2 separate regions of the Zea mays genome follow, and region 2 is linked to region 1. A link is a contact called in public Hi-C data. All regions are on one chromosome and are shown on one strand. The core of a region is the stretch at or near the end of the contact, and the rest is flanking DNA. Distances in the headings are between cores, read along the strand shown.

Region 1 (5,973 bases), core at 908-3,407:
GCTCTCTTGCGCTTTCGAGAAAAAATATGCATATCAAAATTTTACAATGATCCGCTTACACCAAAACCATTAACGATTAAACATCTAAATTGGATAAGCTGGAAGGTGGCAAACATATCTCAAGTCAACTAATATACTGGAACTCAAATTAACAGGACAGATAGGTGATGATTTTTTGCTATAAACGACAAAAATGTCTCGCATCACATGATCTCAAAATCCATTAAAGCATAAAATTTAACATTTATTATATATTCAATAATACATCGCTATCTGGCTTATATGGTTTAGGATGGTCTATTATCAACGGTCATACGAAATGGACCTTAGCATGATAAAGGAATACTTATAGTTGATGAGATCAAAACAGACTACAGGCACTGCAACGCCAAAAATGCCCCTTATGAATGCCGTTAGGCCAAAGGAACTCAACAGCTGACCTCCGTCACAATACCCATCAGCGACCATAGAAAAGCAGCTCTAGAACACTAAAGCATGGTTAGCCTAAAGCACGAATTGATTCCATTTGGAGAGCAAAATAAATGACAAGACCGTTACCTTCAGAACTTTCAGCTCAATCTTTGTTATCTCCCTTCCGTTCATATAAACCTGGGTGTTTCCGTTACTAGCATTGACCTGAAGCTTCCCAGTAAAATTGAGGTTGGAGCTAATAATCCTGTCTGGTTTTTCTCCTTCCTATCAGAAAACACCAGTTCCATTAGAACAGAGTCAGTAAATTCAAACAGAAGCTTTGTACTCGATAGATTTACCTTTCCCCATAAGCCTGACTCCTTGTCATACCAATATTTTCCTGGCTTTAGCTTCTGAGGAGGCCGTGAGCAACTTAGCAGGTCGGTTAACTCCTCTGGCCGCAATGGGCAACCATTGACAATAAGCTGCTCTGGCCGAAGCTGATTCGCTTGGCACTCCTTCTCAGCTTTCAAGATTTGCCGAACTTCCAACGGGCTGAGCAACCGCGAAAGCGTCCTGGAGTTCTTCCCCAGCTTCGACCTTTTGGATTCATCAATTGGCTGGCCGATGCAGTTGACACACTTGCGCCCTTCTGGCATTGACCCCATCATCCTAAGGACACAATAGCCGCAATACCTTGCATCGCAAACAAGGCACGACTCCTTGCTCTCCCATTTCCTCTTCCCACAGCGATAGCATGCCCTTCTCCTCTTCTCCTTCTTCGTGACGGCCACGTACTGCTCAGACATCTCCTCAAACTCCTTGCTCTCATACTTGCTGTCGGGTGTGAAGCCGAAGGTGACGACCGGACCTCTCCTGCCCTCCTGTCTTTCAGGCCTATTCTGTGGCCCAGGTGAGCTCTGCGCTGATCCGTGCGACTGTGAGCGGGAATCATCGCCTTCTTCGTCGTCGTCACTGAACTCCTGGTTGTGCAAGACTGACTCTGAGCTGCCAGCAGCCTGCGCGGCCACCGGATCTGCGCAGCGGGCGATCCTAGAGACTGGGAGGCGGATGGGCTGAACAACAGGCGCCACCGGGAGCCCTCCGAGCACCTGGGAACCGGACACCGGCTCCGCCGTGGGGATTGCAGGGATCTCCACGGGGTCTACCCTGGGGAGTTCGTAGGGCACCGGCGGGCCGTCGTACTCGAGGGCGATGGAGTAGTCGAGGTTGGGCGGCGCCTCGGGGATGGGAGTGCCCGGGGGAAGGATCCTCCGCATCATGTCCTCCCAGGTGCTCCCATCCATGGCCTCCGCGTGCGCCTCCGCCATCTCTGATCTCTCTCCTCCCTTCGTCTACCTGCCCTGGCTGCTTTGCTTGTCAACCACAACCACCTGCCTCGCCTACGTCGTCATGGCCACAGAGCTGACCGCCGAAGATGAATCCTGCCCTTCTCAACTCCGACCACAAAGTTTGACTTTCCTTGTTCTGTAGAAACAAACCAACCCCAATTAAGAATCCTGTTCACACAACCACTAGGCGGTAGCAGCCCCAGAACCGGAAGCAGAGATCTCTACCGCGAGGAACTGGGGTTCGTGCGAGAACCGAACTGAGCTTTCCCGATGGACTCTTCTCAACGGGAGTGGATACTCCTGCAAGCAAAGGATGCGGCGGGGCGGAGGGGAAGAACTGGAGACCCGGAAGGAAGGCAAAACTTGCGCTGGGAAAGAAAAGGAGAGCGGTGAGGGATGGCTGGAGGTGTCAACGGAGACCCGTGAGACCATGAGGCTTGTTCGTTTGTCTAGAAATCGACTAGGAATGAAGACACGGTGCCTGTACAACGATCTCTAGCTGCACGGTGAACAGCACCCGACTCCACCACATGAACGGCTGAAGGGGCACCACGTGGCGAGAAAAGATGACACATCCCAGGATATATCAGTTGGACCAGGCCTCCGCGAGGAAGCACTGGACCCCTGCACACACAACCCGGACCCCCGATTACGATCCGAGACTCCCAAGTAAACATGCCGGATCCCTTGAATGGGGTCCAGATCCCTCCGAGTAAGGTCCGAGCCACAACGAGGTCCCAGAACAGGGGATACCCTGGCGTAAGCAAGGGTCCGGTACTGACACGTGTCCAAGCCTTATCCTGTGCGCTTGCGCTTCCCTCTCAGGCGGAGTCCCGATGCTGCCACGTGGCTTGTTTCCCGTGACATAAGCCAGCGGGCGTAGCCTGACGTAAGGTCTCTAGGCCGCGCGGTCTCTGCATTTATTGCGGAGAGGACGCGCTGCCTGTCCACCCTGCTGACAGGCGATGTGCCCCCTCAGCATTTAATGTGTCATGTCCACTCCACTGACAGGTGGCGCCAGGGCCATCCTGCAGACGGCACGCCTATCCAGTCCATTGTCAAACAGTGCGCCCGTGCTACGCGTCGCACTGTGTCCATCATCCCTTATACGAGAAGTTTCCCCTGCACGCCGATACTACGCAGATCTCGGATGTCAGCGCGCAAGAAGATTGCTCCAGCAGCGAACATTAGTAGCTCCAAGTACTACATCCACTATGTTCCTGGGCCCACATGTCGGGGCTCAGTACTCTTGTACATGTCCCCCTTTGGCTATAAAAGGGGAGGCATGAGACGTTGCAACACAAGCTCAATCTTTAGGCTTAGACCCAAGTCATCCAAGACAACTCAAGCTCTCAAGCAATACAACACACAGTGGAGTAGGGTATTACGCTCCGGTGGCCCGAACCACTCTAAACTCTTGCATGTTCTTGTGTTCATTCCTTCATCTCGCAACAAGCACAACGCTTAAGCCCCATCCACATCTTAGGACTTAGGGCGGGTGCACTCCGCCACCCGGCCGGAGAATTTCCTCTCCGACCTTTGGCGCGCTAGGTAGGGGGCTAGGCATTAGGTTTTTGCTTGTTTCCTTGCTCAGCATGATGGTGCAAATCGTTGAGCACCGCGCCGAGACTGGTGGATTTCGTGGTGGAGGAAGAAGCTGCTTCTTCCACGCCACAGGTTCCCAACCGCCATGTGTCGGGCACTGCTGCTGTGCACGCCGCACGACAGCATACAACTACATAGACATCCTGGACTCCGTCGAGGGCGACTCCGGGAGCGTTGTCAGCAGCTAGGGAGTTGCTGCGACACCCTCCAAGCTCCACGGCCTCACCAGGGTCCATGAAGCAATGGCGGGACGACATCGACCGGCTGCTCGATATGGCACATTATACCTCGACCAGGTCGAGGCCACGGTCATCCCGGCGCCAACATGAGGCGTCGACGTCTGTGCGCTCACCCTCAGTGAGGGCGCGCACAGACCAACGACCTTCAGGCAGAACTCGACCGCAGGCGTGCGAGAGAGGACGCCCGGGTCTATTTGGAGAGGGCGCGCGAGCGCCGCCAAAACATCGAGGGCCGCAACCTCGATCGAGACTTCGCTGCGGTAGCACCGCAGACACCAATGGGCACCCGGTCCCAAGCGGGTGTCCCCTTGGCCGGCGTGGGCTGCGCCGCTCTCGTGGATCATCTCCGCGTGGCGTCATGGCTGCCCAAGTTCCGGCCGCACCTGCTGGAAAAGTACGACAGAACGTCAAACCCGTCGGAGTTCCTGCTGGTGTACGTCACCGCCATCACGGCAGCAGGTAGAAACACCGCTGTGATGGCGACATATTTTCATGTCGCCTTGTCTGGACCAGCCCGGACTTGGCTCATGAACCTCGCCCCAGGGTCAATCTACTCCTGGGAAGAGCTCTGCGCGCGGTTCATTGCGAACTTCGCCAGTGCTTACCAGCAACACAGCGTGGAGGCCCACCTGCACGCAGTAAGGCAAGAGCCCGAAGAAACTCTCCGGACATTTATCTCCCACTTCACCAAGGTGCGAGGTACCATACCTCGTATCTCCGATGCTTCTATCATCACGGCTTTCCGCCAGGGGGTACGTGATAAAAACATGTTGGAGAAGTTGGCCACGCATGACGTGGAAACAGTCCCCACTCTCTTTGCTCTGGCCGACAAGTGCACCAGGGCTGCTGAGGGCCGTGCGTGGCACTCAGCGCCACAGACCGGGACTGCCCAAGCAGGCGGATCAGGTGCCATCGCTCAAGACGGCAAGAAAAAGAAGAAAAAGAACCGCGGCAACGAGAAGCCGCACTCCGCCGCTCTGATCATGGCAGCTGCGACTGGGGGCCGGGGCGACCGCAGCAAACGCCCATGGCCACCGAGGGGTAACAGCGGCACATGCCCCATGCACCCCAACGGTCGCCACAGCACCGCAGAATGTCGCGAGATCATCGACCTCGCGAAACGTGTCAGCGCACAGCGTGAGCAGTCTTCTGGGGATGGCTCCCCACCTCGTCGCCAACCCGGCAAGGAAAAGGTCGACGACGAAGAGGTGGTCGCGGCCGAACCGGACCTCGGGTATCAGTCACCCGAGGGGGTCCTGAAGGATGTCTTCACTGGAGACTCCAATTCCGGTGAAGGCAACTAGACGGACCACCAGGGGGCCCCGTGCTACCTGGCCTACGGGGCCGAAGCCTGCCTTCCCCCAGAAACCCTTCTGGACTCCCCACGGGTCCAACCTTTCGATGGGTTTGTGTAGGGGCCACTACAACGCGAGGACGTGGACTCAAGCAGCGGACTCAGGTGTCAAGTTGCAACCCGAAATGCACATCTATCGGGTACCATAATTAGGGGTACCCCCAACACTCCTAAACTTGGCTGGTAATCACCATCAGCACAAACTACAGAGACTGATGGGCGCAATTCAGGTCAAGGCTTCGTCTACTCAAGGGACGCGATCTCGCCTCACCCGAGCCCAGCCTCAGGCGGGAACTGTAGTCCCAGGAGAATTCACGCCTCGCCCGAGGGCCTCCTCAAGCAACGGGCGCACCCTCGACTCGCCCGAAGCCCAGCTCGGGCAGGCTTCGTTGTGAAGCAACCTTGACCAAATCACCTCACCAACCGACCGTATCGTGGGCGCATTCAATGCAAGGATCGCCTAGCGCCTTATCCTGACACGCGTGCCTCAGTCGGCAAGGTCGAAGTGACCGCAGTCACTTAGCCCTCCCGCTGACTGACCTGACAGGAAAACAGCGCCGCTCGCCCCTCTCTGATTGTTGTGCCACCCGCCAGGGTGAGGCTGACAGCAGCTGAGTCCAGCCTCAGGCGCAACAGGAAGCTCTGCCTCACCCGACCTTGGGCCTCGGCCTTAGGAGGAAGTCTCCGCCTCGCCCGACCCCAGGGCTCAACCCCCGCCTCGGCCTCGGAAGGTGGTCTCCGCCTCGCCCGACCCCAGGGCCCAGCCTCAACCTCGAGCTCGGGAGGAATCGCGTCCTCGCCCGACCCCGACCTCGGCCTCAGGAGGAGTCTCCGCCTCGCCCGACCTTGGGCTCGGACCGACCACGCCGTAGGGGGTACATCATTACCCTACCCCTAGCTAGCTCAGGCTACGGGGGAACAAGACCGACGTCCCATCCAGGCTCGCCCCGGTAACAAGTGATGATGGCTCCCCGCGTGCGTCCATGGCGACGGTGGTTCTTAGCCCCTACGG
Region 2 (5,973 bases), core at 1,948-4,447, 340 kb before region 1:
GCCGGCTGACGTGGCTAGCGCACCGGACTGTCCGGTGCGCCATACGACAGCAGCCTCCACCAACGGTCAAGTTTGGTGGTTGGGGCTATAAATACCCCAACCACCCCCACATTCAAGTCATCCAAGTTTCTACACTTCTACACCTTACAAGAGCTATAGCATTCAATACAAGACACACCAAAGACATCAAATCCTCTCCCAACTCCACACAAAGCTTTAGTGATTAGAGAGAGAGATTTGTTGTGTTCATTTGAGCTCTTGCGCTTGGATTGCTTTTTTTCTCATTCTTTCTTGCGATCAACTCAATTGTAACCAAGGCAAGAGACACCAATTGTGTGGTGGTCCTTGTGGGGACTTTGTGTCCCGTTTGATTGAAAAGAGAAGCTCACTCGGTCTAAGTGACCGTTTGAGAGAGGGAAAGGGTTGAAAGAGACCCGATCTTTGTGACCACCTCAACGGGGAGTAGGTTTGCAAGAACCGAACCTCGGTAAAACAAATCCTTGTGTCTCACTCTTTATTCGCTAGCGATTTGTTTTTGCCCTCTCTCTCGGACTCGTTCATATTCTTAACGCTAACCCGGCTTGTAGTTGTGATTAAGTTTATAAATTTCAGATTCGCCCTATTCACCCCCCTCTAGGCGACTTTCAGTACTCACCCTTGCTTTACACACCAACCCCCCAGGTTGTCTACGTTGCAACCACTGCTCAGGAGAAGATGAAGCCGTGGAGGAAGACTTCTAGTAGTTCCAAGAGTACGATGAGTTTTAGGCGTGGGTTAGCGGCAACCCCCAGTCGGCTGCCTGTGAAGGTCGCGTGTATCTAAGTTTCATTTTCGCACTTTGATTATTGTTAAAGACTATGTGGATGTCTCAGACATATGATGTAATCGACTATTATTACCCTTTTATGTTATTATTTGAGCACTGTGTGATGATGTCCAGTTATGTAACTATTGTGTACGTGAATTGCTGATCCTGGCACGTACATGGTTCGCATTCGGTTTGCCTTCTAAAACCGGGTGTGACACCTAACCTAATCACAACATGTCAAACTTGTTACCAGATTGGCTAGTCATTACACTTAGCACAAAATACATCAACATGTTAAATATCTAGCCACATGAACACCAAACCACCATCATGTTACGAAATGTACCTTGAGGCTGCTAAACACAACAATATAATAACTCGTAACTATTTTAAGAATGAATATGTCAAATTCCTACAAGCAAAAAAACAACAACCGATTGTGCAAAGTGCTGCAAGCAAAAAATAATGACATAAGTAAACTAAATACATGAGGAGATGCAATAATACCTTTTGATGGCGTCTTCACTCAAGTAAAAGGAGAACTTGCTGGTAATGAAGTCATGACCAAAGAAATAGTTCCTGCAGCCCCCTTTTAGGAGGGTATCCTTCTTATTCTTCTTTGTTGATATAGATGGAACTTGACAGCAGCAACTTATTCTGCATGTTGACTTGAACCATCCAGAAAGTGTCGCGGCCTTTGTCCTTGAGGAGGAAGCAAATGATATCTGGATCAACCAAGCTTACCATAGGAAACTTGGCCTCGCTCATGGGAGGCAACTCTTGGCAGCGTTGTCAAAAAGATTGAAGAACTCACTGGCTCCCATGGTCAAGTTGACATCCTTCTCCCGTCTACTTTGGTGGATACCAACCAAAGTCCATGTTTCTATGGTGAAGGGATAAGGAGAAGGATGCTCTTTGGTAATAATATAGACGAGCTTAATGATGTCACCATCAGACACTGAGACAACGAAACGGGTCAGGTTCACATGCGTCCTTGTACACACGACCAGTCTTCAAAGCCTTAGATGAGAGTGGTATATAACGGAGCCTGTTGTTGTTGTTGTTGCTGTTAGTGAGGACATAAATGAGCAGCATACCGTGGTAGTAGTCGACCCAGCACAAGCACCTCTCACCGATGGTGACGACGACATCAGTCCTAAACGAGTAGAGGTTGATCTTCATGTCGGGTGGGATCTACAGCTTCTCGACACTCTATTTCATTTCAACATCGGAGGCAGAAGGGGAATGGTGCAACAAGTAGAGTTGGACCTCTAGGTTGAAATGGTAGGTGAGATCTGCCACCGTGAATCCGCCCTTGTCTCCATGGCAGAGGATGCTCATGTCTTCTTCCATCATGATACACTGCTGCTGGCACCGGTGTAGTTGTAACCACTTATCAAACTCGGGGTCGGTGTGGACGCCGTCGAAGCAAGCGGAAGCCGAGTAAGGGATGACGACGACGAGGAGCACGAGTAGACGTAGTCGTGAGGAAAGTAGACTATTTTACTCCAGCAACAAGGATCGTCGAAGGGGACAGACACCTGGAAGAGAATGGAGCTGCGGTGGGCGGCGATGGTGACAGGCTCCGTCATGCGGTCAATGGTTGGAATGCTGGTCTAATGGATGTAGAAATGGGACACCAGGGGGTCGGTGATCCGGAGGGAGACACGGATCGACCGACCGACACACTCGTGGGTGAACGCCGAGGTCGTCGCATCCCCGCACCGCTTCCGACTGCGATGGACGATGCGGTCGAGGATCAACCAACTACGGTCTCCGGTCGCCGGCATCGGAGGATAAGGATTAGTCCACCATGGAGCGAGCGACAGTGAAGATGGAGGCGGAGACGACTTGCTCAGCTCCAAACCGGGATCCCTCGTCGGAGAGACGCCTTTTGCTGGGAGGCGAGGGCTCCCTTCTATGATGTCGGTGGAATTGAGGTACGGGTGTTGGGACCTGTAAACTGCTAGTGAAAAAGGGACGAATCCTGAATGAAACTTGAACCAAAGAAACTGAATACACTGAATTCAGTTACATATAAGCGCGTCGACTTCTGGCGACCGGCCCGTCTCACGCCTCGGCAGCTCACCGGTGGCTAGGGATGGCAACGTGCACATTTTACCCGCGTGCCCGCGGGTAAAAACCCTATAGGGTGCGGTTTTGGGTGTGAGTTTGTACCCGTGGGTACGGGTTTGATTCTCAACCGACGGTTTTTTTTTTCTCGTGGGTATGAAAATGTTCTACTCGTGCCCGCAAACCCGCATACCTGCGTGTGTGTCTGTGTAGACTGTAGAGCACATGCATCTCAATTTAGTGCCACCCCGAAAGCTTTGAGCGAGCGGAGCCAATCAAATGATATAAAAGAAGACTACATGCGCCAGAGAACTCGTAGAACTTTTGGCTAAGATCGGTACATGTTTTTATCAGTTTAATAAATATTTATTATTATGTGCTATCAGTTTAATAAATATTTATTTTATGACTATGCCCGCGGGTGCCATAAACCTGCGGGTAGCGGATTTAGGTAATATATACTATCCGTCACAAGTAGCAGGTGCGTGTTTAACATTAATCTCACCGGTACGAGTCTGTAATCTATGTATCCGCGGGTTTTAACCCGTTGCCATCGCAACCGGCGGCAAAAGGGACGCCGAGCAGTCGACGGGAATACGAGCAGAATTCCCAATACCAAGGACCAACTGAATTCCCGACGCGGGCTTGGTGGGCTGGGCCAGCGAATTGACGGTGGGCCTGCTCGCGAGCGCTGTCTCTGACGTCACCAATCCCTATCCTATTTTTTTTTCTTCTCAACAAGAAAGCAAATTCCCTGTCCGAATCCTCATTTTCCACGAACCAAAATCACTATTTCTTATATATTCTATTCCCTCTCCTCTCTGCACCGCCCGCCGCGCCGAGCACGCCTCTCCCTCCCTCGATCCAGATCCACCCCATACCTCCGCGGCGCCACCCCTTCCCGCTCCTTCTAGCCGGCGTCGGCGCGGGCCGGAGATCTGTTTTCTCCGGTAGGAAAAATCCTATTGCGATCTAAATATGGGTTCGAAATCGGTAGACGAGGTGCTCGACGCCGCCGCCGCCGGAGTCCATTACTCCGCACTCCGTCTGGACGGCCAGGCTTCCGCAACGACGTCTGGCCTGGAGAACGGCCACCAGGAGCCCTTTGTCATTGGTTGGTATATATACTTTTGATTGATTGATTGATGAGTATGGCGTAGCCTGTTGGCCCTGAATGCGGCATGCCCTAATGTGGTGGTTTTGGGCGCAGGTGTTGCTGGGGGTGCATCGTCAGGCAAGAGTACCGTGTGCAAGATGATCATTGATCAGCTCCGTGACCAGCGTGTCGTGGTTGTTACGCAGGTTTGTGCATTACTGCTTTGCTCTCATCTTGCAGCATATGTGCATTCTACCAACACACTTTGTTGTTCAACATTACTGACCAAAACACCATGGGGCTACATTGGTAACTATGCCCTTTTCATGCTACATTATCACGATGTCATGCCACACTTTTTCCAATCTTTTATAACTACAAGCAACGAGATTGCCCTTTTCATGCTAGATTTTCACGTTGCCATGCCACCCTATTTCCAATCTCTTATAACTACAAGCAATGAGATTACAATTTTTTGCAGGAGTCCTTTTATTATGGATTGACGGATGAAGAATTAGTACATGTCCATAATTATAACTTTGATCATCCAGGTCGATTCATCCTTCCACAAGAATTATATGTACTGTCCTACTAGCCCCAAGAGTTCTGCACTGAATATGCTGCTGTGTCTTTTCCTATTTCAGACGCATTTCATACAGAGCTACTTCTCTCTTGTATGCAAAACTTGAAATGTGGCAAAGCTGTTGACATCCCTAACTACAACTTCAAGACATACAAAAGTGTCCCAAATGCAAGGAAGGTAATATTTTCAGTTTAGTACAATTCATAATAATCAACCTGTATGGTAAACTGATCGTTCCTTAGTCCTGGCCTTTATGCGACTCTAAATACAAGATTACATTTTTATAAACAATGTCTCCACATTGTCCTAAAGAAGGTGCATTGTTTGTATGGTCCCAATAATAGCCTACTCCAAAATGCTTTTTTTTTTTGTAAAAAACTATAGTTCATGGTAAGTACCTGACACACTATTTGCTATTTGGGCAACAGCTTATGTCTTCACATTGATTTCATATTATACACTTTCTTCAAAAAGAAAAAAATGTTTGCTTTCTGATGATTTGTTTATGTTATTTATTCATCTATTATTTTACAAGCAACCCTAATTCTTAACTGTTGCCAGGTTAATCCTTCGGATGTTATTATTTTGGAAGGAATTCTAGTTTTTCATGATTCACGCCTCAGGGATTTGATGAACATGAAGATTTTCGTTGATACAGGTACCAATATTTGCTTATAAGTTGATGTTTTCTTCTGTCTCTCTTGCCTGTCGATATTCCAGAAGTTCCCAATGCACAAGCATTGATTCCCGACTATATTCTGAACTTGAAATGTATCATTGTTAATAATTCCCTGCCTATTTTTATCCAAAATATAATTATATGTATCATTTAATGTATAAGTTTCATTTGTATGAATATTTGTATTTTGAGTCATCCATTTTATTGTGATGCACTATAATCTTACTGAGCTGACACAGCATTAAATATTTTTCTTTTGTCCTGAATTCTCAGATTTTTTTATGTACAAACTGCATGTCGTGTTAGATCAGGCTACTTATTTGTTGAAGATATCATCAAAGATAACTGAAATTGTCAATCCAGATCTATTAATTTATTATCATAGGTCATATTTTTTTGGTTCTGTACATATGTTGAACATACTACTCTGTCAGAGTAGCCTGTAGGCTTTCAAATCTCACTAATTGGTGTCATGGCAGTGAAATATTTCTTGTTATAGCACTCACCTATTGATTTCTCAGACGCTGACGTACGGTTAACAAGGAGGATCCATCGTGATACCATTGACAAGGGTAGAGATCTCAAAGCTGTGTTAGAACAGGTTACGAAGCTTCCTCTATTGCAATTTTGTTGTGCATCAAATCTAATAACGTTTAGCAGACCTTGTGTAGCATTTTTATCTAATAAAATATTCTTGTCTTGTTGCATAATTTATGTTAAGCTATCTGTTATCT

Evidence for each region. Hi-C and Micro-C count contacts between places; a contact is called where the count stands out from the background.
Region 2: a Hi-C map of endosperm shows a contact between it and region 1, with 2.1 times the contacts expected there. The contact joins the promoter of LOC103655002 here to the promoter of LOC100273553 in region 1. A contact is called at or near these places in 4 of 25 Hi-C or Micro-C datasets (ear, endosperm, leaf and 1 more).

Annotation. Positions count from the first base shown.
Region 1 is chr4:249,544,995-249,550,967 of Zm-B73-REFERENCE-NAM-5.0, reverse strand. It overlaps LOC100273553, which reads right to left and starts at 2,157. Exons shown (of 9, transcript NM_001320085.1): 1 at 771-2,157; 2 at 559-696. The coding sequence starts at 1,742.
Region 2 is chr4:249,888,786-249,894,758 of Zm-B73-REFERENCE-NAM-5.0, reverse strand. It overlaps LOC103655002 (uridine kinase-like protein 3), which reads left to right and starts at 3,197. Exons shown (of 15, transcript XM_008681824.3): 1 at 3,197-3,995; 2 at 4,092-4,183; 3 at 4,459-4,528; 4 at 4,622-4,737; 5 at 5,122-5,218; 6 at 5,761-5,840. The coding sequence starts at 3,860. LOC103656057 reads right to left here and starts at 2,164. Exons shown (of 4, transcript XM_020552393.1): 1 at 2,078-2,164; 2 at 1,906-1,984; 3 at 1,560-1,766; 4 at 1,418-1,557. The coding sequence starts at 2,164. The coding sequence ends at 1,418.